Linked DNA regions of Mus musculus: region 2 is linked to region 1. A link is a contact called in public Hi-C data. All regions are on one chromosome and are shown on one strand. The core of a region is the stretch at or near the end of the contact, and the rest is flanking DNA. Distances in the headings are between cores, read along the strand shown.

Region 1 (5,897 bases), core at 2,194-4,693:
GTCGGGGCGCGAAACGGGCAGTGTGCCTGCTGCTATTAACTTCCGAAAAACATTCCTGAAGGTCAGAACAACTCGCACAAAAAGGGCAAAGGGTGGGCACTTCTCAGAACCAGGCTGCCACGTTACCTCAACAGAGCAAAGCTGGCCTTAGCCCAGGGCCTGTGGGGACCCAATGTCCGCCTCAATATTTGCACGGGGTTCAAGGTGAAGAGTACAAAAGGCAACAGATATTTGAAATCAACAAGGAGAACTCACTCCTTGTGTTAGGTAAGAGATTAAAAAAATAAACAAACTTTGCAGTCTAGGTTTGGTTTAGAGACAAGTTCTTGTGTATCCCACACAGGACTCCAACTCACGGATGGTGGTAGCTGGCCTTAAGTCCGGCTCTCCTCTGTCCACCTCCGAAGAGCTAGATGGTACAGGTACACACCATCACAGTCCTGAATGAACTGCTCACAGTGGTGGCCTTTGCAGTAACTACTGAGTAAGTAGGTGACTGCATCGCACCCCATTTTTGCCTTTCTAATTTTGCACAATATGCTTGTATTGCTTTTTACTTAAAACAAAACCATGTATCTTATTTATTTATGGTGGCGGTTGAGTGCACACTATAGCACGGTGTGCAGAAGTCGGGATCATTTTCACCCTTCGAGTTAGGGTAGTCAGGCTTGGCAGCAGGCTTATTTTCCAAACAACAAAAATTCTTGCACTAAGAGCTTAAATTGGCATTAATTCAAGTGTGCAGTAATCCTTTTTAAGCCTACTAGGCGCGCCACCGCCACCGGCTTAAAACCCCACCTCCCTTTTTCTTCTTTCCCGAGCTGAGGATGGATCTTTGCCTATTCCCAGGCTGTCCCTTAACTCCCAGATTCGAGCGACTCTCCCTCCTTCAGGGGACTGTCCAGTCTGCTAAACACACTTTAAAATTATCCACCTTGGACTACCATTTTATTCTAAACTAGTTCAAATGCAGACTTCCACCAGCTTTAAGACTCGGGCCTACCGGTAAATATCTATGAAGAGTGACTGAAGAGTGACTAAACATATTTTCTAACCAAAAAAAAAAAAAAACCTTCAAACGGTCAAAGTACAGGAAAGTCGCGTGGCTCTAGCCGCCTGCAGATCCAGACTGCAAGTTCAAGGCGCTGGGGAAGGGAAGGGCACTAACAACAGCGGCTTCCCGCCCCGCCCCTTCCCCTACCCAGCCGGGTCACGTGACGGCTGAGAAAAGTAGGGGAAAGGTTACGGGTGCCCCGCCCCCGTGCTGGCGCGTCCGGGGCGCTCGGATCCTGTTCCACCGGCCGAGCCCACGCAGGCCTTCCGGAGCGACGCGTCGCCGCTGCCATCCCGGAGTCACCGATCCGCTTTGTCCGAGGACAGCTGTCGCATACAACAAAACAGCCAGCCGGCACCGTGCCTCGAAGGGTTTCGCTGCGAAACCCAAGGGGAAAATAAAGTAAAAATTGCAGCGCTTTTATGAATGGGCAAAATGGGCAAGAGGAATCAGGGTTGGCTAAACCCCGGCCAGCGCCCCAAACTCCCGAGAGAATCAGGCCTGCCGGTTTCGTGACCACTGGGTCAGGGCCAAGCGCAGCGGCGGCGGAAGGGAGGCGTTCCACCCCTCATCTGCAGTCAGGTGGCTTTCTAGCTCAAACTCGAAAGGTTTTGTCTTGTGCAGGAAGCCGCTTCGGCCACTTTTGATACAAAACCTAACCGGAGCTTGATTCCAAAGACGGTTAAGGAGTTCAAAGCCGGGCGTGGTGGTGCTCGCCTATAATCACCGCACTTATGGGTGGGTGCAGGAAGGAGATCGGGGGTTCAAAACCAACCTTGGGTACAGAGCAGGCTGGAGGGCAGCCTGTGTTACATGAGATCCTATCTCATTTTTTAAAAGTAAATAAATAGATAAAAGAGAAAATTCAAGTGTAAGGTTAAGTCTAGCGAGGCTTTAGTTAAGAAAAGCAATAATTTACATGACAAAAGAGCTCCGGGTGCTGCAGCAAAACCAGTCTAGCCCAGGACTCTGAATGCGGACGCTGCCCAGACCTACCTACTACTCTGCACTGCCCCGGAGCAAGCACTGTCCTCCCCACACCACAGTCCTCTGCTTTAGGTCCTCACTGAGTCCTGAGTCGACCGACTAGGAAGGGGGTGGTGGTGATGTATGCTTGCTGGCACAAATAAAAGGCCAAAGCTGTGTTTTAGTCATTTGGCTTGTGGTTTTGACAGTGATAAACACGCTTGAATATCAGGAATGACCAGAAACCAGACGCCTGTGCAACAAAATGCTGTAACTAAATACGCGTTCCGAAAGGCTTCTAAACTCACTTTCATTTTATTTGCGAACTTCCAAAGTTAGCAGTTTCCGACTAAAATCTGTTTTTGGACAACTATTTAAATGCACGGAACGAGAGTCGGCCCAGAGCTGAGAGTACTGAGCTTGATTGTATGTAGCCTGGTTCACACTAGGAACTTTTTAACTCCTTAAAAACTTGAGCGTTCATCTGTGTTCTGTGACATCAACGAAAACCAGACCCGATTCACAATAAGATGAAGAAAAACGAAGGGTACCCGCTGTTACCGCACAGCCTGGTTGCCCAGACCGTGCTGTCCGGCTGTCCCAGGCCAAGTTCGCTCAGGCCAGGTCACGTGACGCCCCCACCCTCCCGGGCTCTGGTCCCGGCGCGACCTTGGGCAGTCTCTGACACCCACCTGCCCTTGAACCCCGGGCAAAACCGCGGTGAGGGGTGCAAAACACTTAAGTCTCTGCGCCAAGGGTGTGTCCCGAAGGCTATACTGCAGGGACCCGCACGAAGAGAGGGCACCGGCCACCTGCCAAGTCCCCTGTGCGAGCATCCTTCCTACTGCCGAGCCCGACCCTCACGGACCCCGAGAACCAATCCACCTGCAGAGTAGCGGGTGGAAAGAGCCTGGAGAACGCTCGGCGTCCACACTGGCCCCAAGCCACCCGCGGAGTGGGGAGTGAGCAGGGGTCAGAAAGGGAGTTGACACTCCTACTGGTCAGGGACCAAGGAGTCACGCCTAATCATAAGCATCTTTCACAGAGCAATGAAGACCCCAAACCCACGCGGTGAGTGAATCCACCGTGGGGCGGGACACCACGAGCCGAGGTCCCACGCGTCCCGAGTGGAGGCATTTTGCCCAGTCTGGGGACCAAGCATCTTTCCTCCCGTCCCGGGATCCCCCAGATCCGTCACTGCGCGGGGGAGGGAGTGCCCTCTGCTTCTCCAATGCGCGGCTCACGCGTACCCTACGGGCACAGTCTGGGTCTCCCTCCACACTCTTAAGAATGACACCCGCGCGCCCAGCCCAGGGCGGTGCCGCAGCGCTGCCCTCGCGGTGTCTTACCGAGTCTGCAGACGGCGGCGGCGGAATGAGCGAGCGGAGTCCGGGCCGGGGCGGGCGAGGCCAGGCTCACCGACGCGCGCCGCGGGTGATTGGCTGAGCCCAGCTGGGCTGCAGCGCGGGCAGGACGGGGCGGGGCCTGGACGGGGCGGGGCTGCGGGGAGGAGGTCAGTAAGGAAACTGAGGCTAAGTCCCGAGCTTGCCAACGGCAGACCTAGGACAACATTCCTTACCCTGAGAGCCTCAGTTTCTTCATATACAAAAGGGACCAACTCATTAAAGCCATGTCCAAAACAGCTCTTTGCACCATACTTGGCTTACACTCGCGGTTTACACTAATCCGCCCGTAAACTTCTCTGCAACCCTGCGGGAGTTATGCTGATTTTGCTCCAGACTTTTGGTTTGTTTGGTTGTTTGGTTGATTATTTTTTTTTTTAAAAAAGGGGAGTGGGACGCTTGGGGTGGTGTTGGGAAGAACGGCTTGTCTAACATCAGAGAATGAAGAAGTAAGCTCAGGTTCCAAGTTTGAGAACAGATGTTTGACATCCGGGGGCAGGTTGGCGCCAGAGGCCAACACACTCATAGTCTCCCTGGGATAAAATCGTCAGGGGGCGGGGGAACCCTCATCTGCGGAACAATTAGGGTGTGTGGGTAGCTCACAATGCCGTGCATTCCTTGCCTGTGTAAGGTCCTGGATTCAAGTCTCTGCGCCCAAAAGCAACGGAATCGAAGTACTCTTTGAACGCTGAGAACGAATAGGTGTCAATAGGGGAGTGATTGGAACCTCGGACAGAGTGGCTTCTGGAGGGGGATCGCTGGCAGCACACGGGGAACGAAGGTTGCAGGGTGAGTTGTGAACAGGGTGTAGAGAAGTCGGGCCAGACATGGCAAAGCACTCTACCCGCCAGATGGGGCGCCCTCCCAGGCTGCAGCTCCAGGCCCTGCGTGTAGCAAGCTCTCCATAAATGCGCTGAAGAAGGAAGAGTCGCAGCTCTGAGGTCAAGCACGCCTGGTCATGGAAGAGCCCTGTTTGCCTCCATCTTTCTCTGCCTTGCCGTGGAAGGGTTCCATAGAGAAAATGAAAGTTCCCCTTGATCCCGCCCCCAACTGTAGTTAACTGTTGCTGTATCTCATCTCCCCCTACACCTCTATTATTTAAAAGGACAGGCGATTGTTGGGTGTAACTTTGAGATTTTTAGTTTATGTGAAGGGACTCATAGAGAATCGGGGTCTTTCACTTGCCTTCATTGTTCTGACACACCCAAACGCCTTCCATCTTCTTAAGCATCCTTATCTGAGCACCTGTTCCTGAGCGTGGAAGCAGAGACCAGTGTGACATGTGGCTGGCACTGCAGAGGTGCTATCTGGAAACACTTTCTGCTGTCCCCCGGGCCTCATCGGCCTCGATGGCTCTAGTGTCACCTCTTGCTGCCCCCTACTTAAGGCTCCTTTTAAGTCCTGGACTGTTGGACTCACCTTAAATGCCCTTCCTTCTCTCCCTAGAACCCCAGTCCTAACCGGTCCCCTCCCCAAGGACACTTCCTCTTTTCTTGGCGTCCTGCTTTGCGTCCCTCTGGATTGGCCCTGTGCCCTGTCTGTCCAGGAGGCTCAGCGGCCTTGACAGCAGGCCCTCCCTGCCGGCCAGGAGGGACAGGAGCAGGGGCGGAGACAACATCAGAAGGAACTCTCAGACACCTCGTGCCTTGGGGAGGCACCATAATGAGCCAGAGCCGCCTGCACCTGGTTTTATCCTGTGGGGACCTCATTTTCCTTCCTCTACCCTCACCATAGCCCTTTTCCCAAGGACTGTAGCTCCCGGAGTGGCTATTAATAAAGAGCTTAACCTCCCCCTCGCCCCTCGGGGTGGGGATGGGGAAGCTTGGGGCATTAACCTAAACTCCCTGAGCGCTGAAAATATACCAGGAACTGGCACCAAGGCTAGAATAACCTTTCTCAAGCTCGCCTGTTTATTTTTCACATTCTTTCTCAGTTTCAATCCCATAGACTGTGCCAGCTGCTCACGATGGATACGTTTGCCCTGTGTGGTGGCTCACATCTGTAATTTCATTACTTGGGAGACTGAGGCAGGAGGATCATATATGAGTTGGAGACCAGCCTGGGTTACAGCGTGAGCCTGTCTCAAAAACCAAACCAAACCAAACCAAACCAAACCAAACCAAACCAAACCAAACCAAAACAAAACAAAACAAAACAAAACAAAAACAGAGTTGGAGGAAATTGCTCAGTAACTAAGTACGAATACTACTCTTGCCCAAGACCACAGTTTGGTTCCCGGCATCCAAGTCTCAATGTTCACAAACACCTATAACTCCAGCTCCTGGGGATCTTGCTCCCCCTTCTGGCCATCATGGGCACCTGCATTTATATGTTCATACATTCCCATACACATTATTTTTAATCTAAAAAACAAACCACAACTGGGGATGTGGCTCAGTATTACAGCGCTTGTCTAGCAGGCATGAAGTCCTAGATCCCATCCCCCACACCACATAAAGAGGGTATAATGATGC
Region 2 (6,036 bases), core at 2,201-4,700, 8.6 Mb before region 1:
TTTCATTTTTGCCACTTCATTTAATTCTGTGAGCCTTGAAGACTTTAAACTGTTTAAATTATTGCAAAATCAGTATCCTCTGTAAGATTTTTAAAGCTTTTTGGTACTGAACGCCCACTGCTGTTGTATTTTTCCTGACTTTCTTTATTATTGAACTTCAAACACTAGTACAGACTGAACTTCGGCAATTCCAAAGAAATAACAAATAGTTACACACACACCAACCTACACACCGTCACTGCTGCACTCCACAAGCTGAAGCAGGAATCTCTACATTTCAGGTAGGCATCTGTATACTCTACTTGCTCTTTTAAAGTATAAACTTTACCTTAGTCTACTTTCTCTGAACTTGTTCTAAGTACTTTTACTAATTTATGAGAACATTTTATCACCCAAATTCTTTGCATAGTGTTTCCACTGTGCTGAAAACACTTCTGAGACAGTAGAAATTATTATTCAATATACTAGTGATAGCCTAGGAGCTTCCTCCCACTTTTAAGGGTGTGTGTGAGACAGGAACTCAGAGCTCTGCCTGCTTCTGCCTCCCAGATGCTGGGATTAAAGGTGGGTACCACTATTGCCTAGCTTTTCCTCCCCTTTTTTGGGACACAGGTTTTTCCATGTAGTCTAGGCTAGCCTAGAACTCAAGTTCTTCCTCCATCTGATTGTGGTAAAGTGAATTTTAAAATGTCTTACATACTACGTCAGAATTTTCGATATATCCACTAGTTTTCGTTTTCCTTGAACTCTCTACAAACACATCCTTTATCCAGGATTACTTTCAACCTCATTTAAATGTCTACTTCCAATTATTTAAATTCCTTATATTGGCAACCTATAGCTACAGAGAATTGAGAATACCTGCTATTATAGGTGAAGCAAAGAGGCCCTGGTGAGCAGTACAGAAGATGAACTGCTATTATTTAGTGAAGACTGTATTATATAAACAAAACTGGGTCAGGAAGAACACTCAGCTCACCTGAGTAAATAAAAATCAATTTATGTACAAATCTGACAAATAAAATCAATTTATGTACAAATCTGACAACCTCAGTCTAACCCCCAGAACACAGCTGGATGAATTGGTCAACATCTGTAATCCGAATATTCTACTTTGGGACAGAAGATGGAGCACAGGAATGACCCAGATCTCTGGGTCACCTAGCCTTACATATGTAGCTCTGTGGAAGAAACAGGAGGGATCCTGGCTCAACAAGGGAGAATGTGAGCTCCAACTCTTGAGGCCTTCCTTTGGCCTTCACAAGACAGCCATGGAACACGCTTACCCACCCCCGCACACATGCATACACAGAAAACTCACATTACAGGTGGACCTAATACCAAAGTCGTGATGAGATCAACAAAGACAGTATAAAATATGTCACTTACCAACTGCACCTGACCCAAAGGTATCATCATTAAATTGATCAATTTCTTCATCTTCTTCTCCCAGGCCTTGAAATGCATCTTCATCTTCATCTAGAGGACAATCCTCCAAAGACTACAAAAGAAAAAAAAAGGATGATTAATTTCTCAAGACATTTATATAGTCATTTAAAGTTGGGCCTTTTTAATGATACAAAATTCCTTTATATCACTGTTTGAAATAGTGGTAATTATAAATGAATACTTTATCATCCTGAGTTTCATGTAACTTTTTCAACAAAATTCCATATTACTCATTACATCCCTGTCGTTTTCCCAATGCTTTTAAGTCTGTCCATTTTTCTTCCTCTTTCCTGTAGGACTAAACTCTAGCCAGAAAACAGAACACCATCTTTTTTAGCTGCAATTTAAGTTAAGCGTTAAAAAACAATCACAACTTCTTTCTACACTTACAAAGTTGTCTATGTGATAATGCTAGGTCCCCTGGAACTGTAGTTACAAGCTGTGAGCTGCCATGTGGGTGCTGGGAACTGAACCAGGGGTTTGTGGAAGAGCAGCCATCTCTCCAGCTCCCAGACACCTCTATGTCTCAGACTCTGTACTAGGTATTATACCTCTGTGCCTTAAACTGTAATTCTGAGCCAAACACAACTTTGAAAGAAATCTGTGTGAGGATTAAACACAGCAAAGATTTTAGAAAGCTGAACAAAAACTAGAATCCCCATCACATCTTGGGTATGCTCTAATTTATTTTGTTTTAGTTACTATTTCTCTAGGTACAGTCTGGCTTAGAACTCCTGATTCTCTTGCCGCAGTCTCCAGGGAGTAAAAATCACTAGACAAGCTTGGTATATCCTAATTTCAATCACTTATCCCAATACAGATTTATTCAGTTTACTAAGTTTTCTTTGCTTCTGGCAACTTCTATTCACAGTATCTCATCATCTCTCCTCATGTTTACAAAAAGTGAGTTGAGTCACAAGTGTAAGCTCAAGCTTTCTACTGTTTCCAATGTTTAAAGATTCCAAATTGGAATTCCACACTCTAGGGGAACAGCTTGTGATATAACTTACCTGGGAACTTTTAGGGGCCGTTTCTACCCAATCTTCCTCCCCCTAAAGAGCCAGCCCTGCAACTGCCTCCACACCAGAAGCAACTTCTAGCAACTCTCTATGAAATGGCAATCATCTACTGGACCAAATCAGGATGACTCGGTAAGGATTTCCCTAGCTCAGTCCTTAAACTACAAATCCGGAGTCTGTTTGGCCCCAAGAGTAGGAGTTGCTCAAGGTCACACAGCAGTAAGAGACGGTCAGCAAACAGCTCCGTTCTCCAAACAACGTCGCCAAACCCACACTTTTTCTCCCTTCTCCTAGAAGGAACTTCTGCGGGACACGCCCCCCTCCCCACTCCCAGCCTTCTTTCCAAGCCGACTGAAGTCTCAGCCCGAGGACCAGTCCCTGCCCCTCCACCTGACGGCAGCCCGCGTGCACAGGGCTGTGTGTAATCCGGGTGAAGGGGTTCCGGGGGCAGGGCGGGAAACGCTTCCGTGGGCATTCCCCGGGGATTCTGCCTCAGGAAAAACCACCGGGTAGGAGCCATGCAGGTCTCCAAGGCAGCTCCGCGAGCAGAGGCGCAAGCCAAGGGTCAGGTTACCGCACTTAACGGGCTCTCCCCGCCGCAAACCAGCGGCCGGCTCTCGCCAGTCCCGCCCCTCCGCGGTGCGCTGCGGGCCGCACCCGAGCCTCGCGGCCGAAGCGGGGTTCCCAGCCGCCCGCGCCCTGCCCCCTCCTCAGCCGCACAAGACCCGCGCGACGGGCGAGCAGAGGAAAAAAAAAGGGGCGCGCGGGCGAGGGAGGGGTCACTTCCGGTCGCAGCCACTCACCTCGTAGCGGAACATTCTTGGGGAGGGGGGAAGGGAGCGGGGAGGGGAGTGGGGGGAGGGAGGGAAAAGAAGCGCCGACTCCCCGGGCTGCTCCGCGCGCGCGGGTCTCCCACCGGCTCGCGACCCCTGGCCGCCGCCGTACGCCGGAGCGTGCGTGGGGACGTGCGCAGGCGCGCCTCGGGCTGGGCGGGCGCCCCGGCGGCGGCAGCTGCGCGGGGACAGATTTGGCGTTTGGCTTCCTAGTGTGAGCGGCGGGAAAGAGATCCCTAGGCGAGACACTGCGCACGCGCGGGCCGTCGGAGAGGGATGACCCAGAGAGCCCCGGCTTGCGGCTCCTCCTCCGTTTTCCTAACTGCACAGTTGCGCAGTGCTTTTGAGTCACGAGGTTCCCGTCACTGATTGGGCGGAGAAAAGCCTTGTGAATGTCACAGGATGCGACCCCCGAAGCGTCTCAGCAGAGAACATCGGGGATTTATTCTTGGGTGATTTCATTTAACGTCCAGTGTCCTCCTCGGGGTGCCTTGACTTGGTCTGTGAGGGGGGACTAGTATGGCAAGTCAGTATTCTTGGAAAGGGACAGGTCGCTGGCTGAATCAGTCGGGAGGCCAAGGCTGTGATTGATAGAGGCCAAAGTGTTGACAGCGTTTGGTTTTAGGAAAAAGACGAAGGCACATTTAACAAGGATTATCTAAGGTGATATTTTTAGATGCCAGGCCCTTCACCCCGTTGGAAAGCGGGAGAGCCCTAACGGGCCGCGCAGCCTTGGGGCTGGGGTCACCGCAGCAAGGTCGGTGAGCTTGGGCGCTGTGGACAGCCATTTCCGCTGAGGATGAAGCCCAGCGGAGTTTGTTCAGCTTCCGCCTCAGCACCCTGGTTCTAGAAGTCTGCTGCTTTGGTGCTTTATTGCCTGTAGCGAGACCGTTTGAGAGGGTGTCTTATTTTTTATTTTATTTTTGAGCCAGGGTTTCTCTGTGTAGCCTTGGCTGTCTTGTTATTCACTCTGTAGACTAGGCTGTCCTCGCAGAGATCCGCCTGCCTCTGCCTCACGAGTGTCACTCAGGCGGTTGTCTCACCTGGGAATGAATGGTGAACTTTAATTCCTTAACACGTTACTGTTAGCGTGACTGGATTAATCAACTAGTTTACTATAAGCATTGGATTTGAAAATAGAAGTTCTGGATTGGGAAACGTGTTTTTTCACTGCTGCGTGAAACTGGGCATGTCTTTCTAAACATCTGACCCTTCAGGTTTTCTTTCGTAAAATGGGTAAAATTATATCTACCTCACTAAGTAGTAATCGAATAGTTACATTCTCTGCTCTCTAGATAAGGAACCTGGAGGTTAGAGAGAAGTAGATAGCCTTAAGCTGCCCACCGGAAACTGTTGCAAAGTTGGCAGCTAAGATATCTGAATCCCCAAATCTGATCACTTAAGAGCAAATAGAATTGACTCTTGAAGAGAAGGCAAGGTAAGCTAATAAGTAATTTTCAAGAGTTATGAAACAAACTTTCATTTGTGAGGTAACAGGTTTTCACAATTACCCAAGTACTGAGAGGCTATGTAGACCAAGAGCTAGCAAACTCTGGACATAACTTCTTTTTTTAAGCCTGCCACCCCTCATTTACAAAACGTCTTTTGTTGGCTTGCTACTATTAGTTTTGTGCTGTGACCAAAATATCTGAGTAGACAGTTTAAATGGGGAAATGTTAATTTGGATTCAGGTTTCTGAGGGTGCAATTTGTGCTTGGTGCTAGCAAGTTTTGGAGTGGGAGTGTGTGGCAAGGGCCATTTGTTTCTTGTAGAAGAAGAAAAAACCTGAGCTATAGAAGAGGTTTAAGATTCAGTTTCCCACAGGGTCCCCAGTGAAGGTGCTAGAGAAAGAGCCTAAGGAGATGAAAGGGTTTGCAGCTCCATAGGAGGAACAACAATATGAACAACAGTATGAACTAACCAGTATCCCCAGAGCTCCCAGGGACTAAATCACCAACCACAGAGCACACATGGTGGGATTCGTGGCTCTAGCTGCATATGTAGCAGAGGATGGCCTAGCCGCTCATCAATGAGAGGAGAGGCCCTTGGTCCTGTGAAGGCTCTAAGCCCCAGTATAGGGGAATTCCAGGGCCAGGAAGCAGGGTGGGTTGGTGACCAGGGGGAGGTGGGGAGGGACTAGGGAGTTTTCCGAGGGAAATCAGGAAAGGGGACACCATTTGAAATGTAAATAAAGTAAATATCTAATTAAAAAAAAAAAGATTAAGCTTCCAAGGGGCACACACCAGCTGCCACTTCCTCTGACCTTCCAGGACTTCCCAGGAATGGCATCACAATTCCAAACCCTCATAGTTTGAATCACTCATTATAATCACGACACTCTCTTCATTAGATTACAGTGCTCATGATCTAATTTTCTCTGACAAAATCTTCAGACACACCCTCAAGTATGTGGACTACTCATCTTAGTAGTTGCTTTATCCACTCAGGATGACACGAGTCGCCATCACGTGCTATAAAAGGTCTGCGAGGTTATAAAGGAGACATTTTTGCCCTTGAAGCATGAAAATATTTAGTCAGATCTTACTTATTTTTTTATTTTTAGTTTCTTGATACAGTCTCTCTCTATATACCATAGCCCTTTCTATCCTGAAACTCACCATGTAGACTTTAGACTCACAGAGATCTGCCTGTCTTTGCCTCCCAAGGACTGGGATTAAAGGTGTGTGCCACCATGTCCAATTTAGTCTACACATTTAAAGAGTGAATTTGGTGAT

Evidence for each region. A called contact is a pair of places that touch in the nucleus more often than the background predicts.
Region 2: a Hi-C map of CD8 T cells shows a contact between it and region 1, with 5 times the contacts expected there. A contact is called at or near these places in 1 of 39 promoter capture datasets (cranial neural crest) and 1 of 484 Hi-C or Micro-C datasets (CD8 T cells).

The regions. Positions count from the first base shown.
Region 1 is chr19:3,320,847-3,326,743 of GRCm38.p6, reverse strand. Cpt1a (carnitine palmitoyltransferase 1a, liver) reads right to left here and starts at 3,443. Exons shown (of 19, transcript NM_013495.2): 1 at 3,370-3,443.
Region 2 is chr19:11,909,813-11,915,848 of GRCm38.p6, reverse strand. Patl1 (protein associated with topoisomerase II homolog 1 (yeast)) reads right to left here and starts at 3,450. Exons shown (of 19, transcript NM_172635.3): 1 at 3,272-3,450; 2 at 1,390-1,501. The coding sequence starts at 3,286. It overlaps Gm31092 (a long non-coding RNA gene), which reads left to right and starts at 3,442. Exons shown (of 2, transcript XR_386559.3): 1 at 3,442-3,753.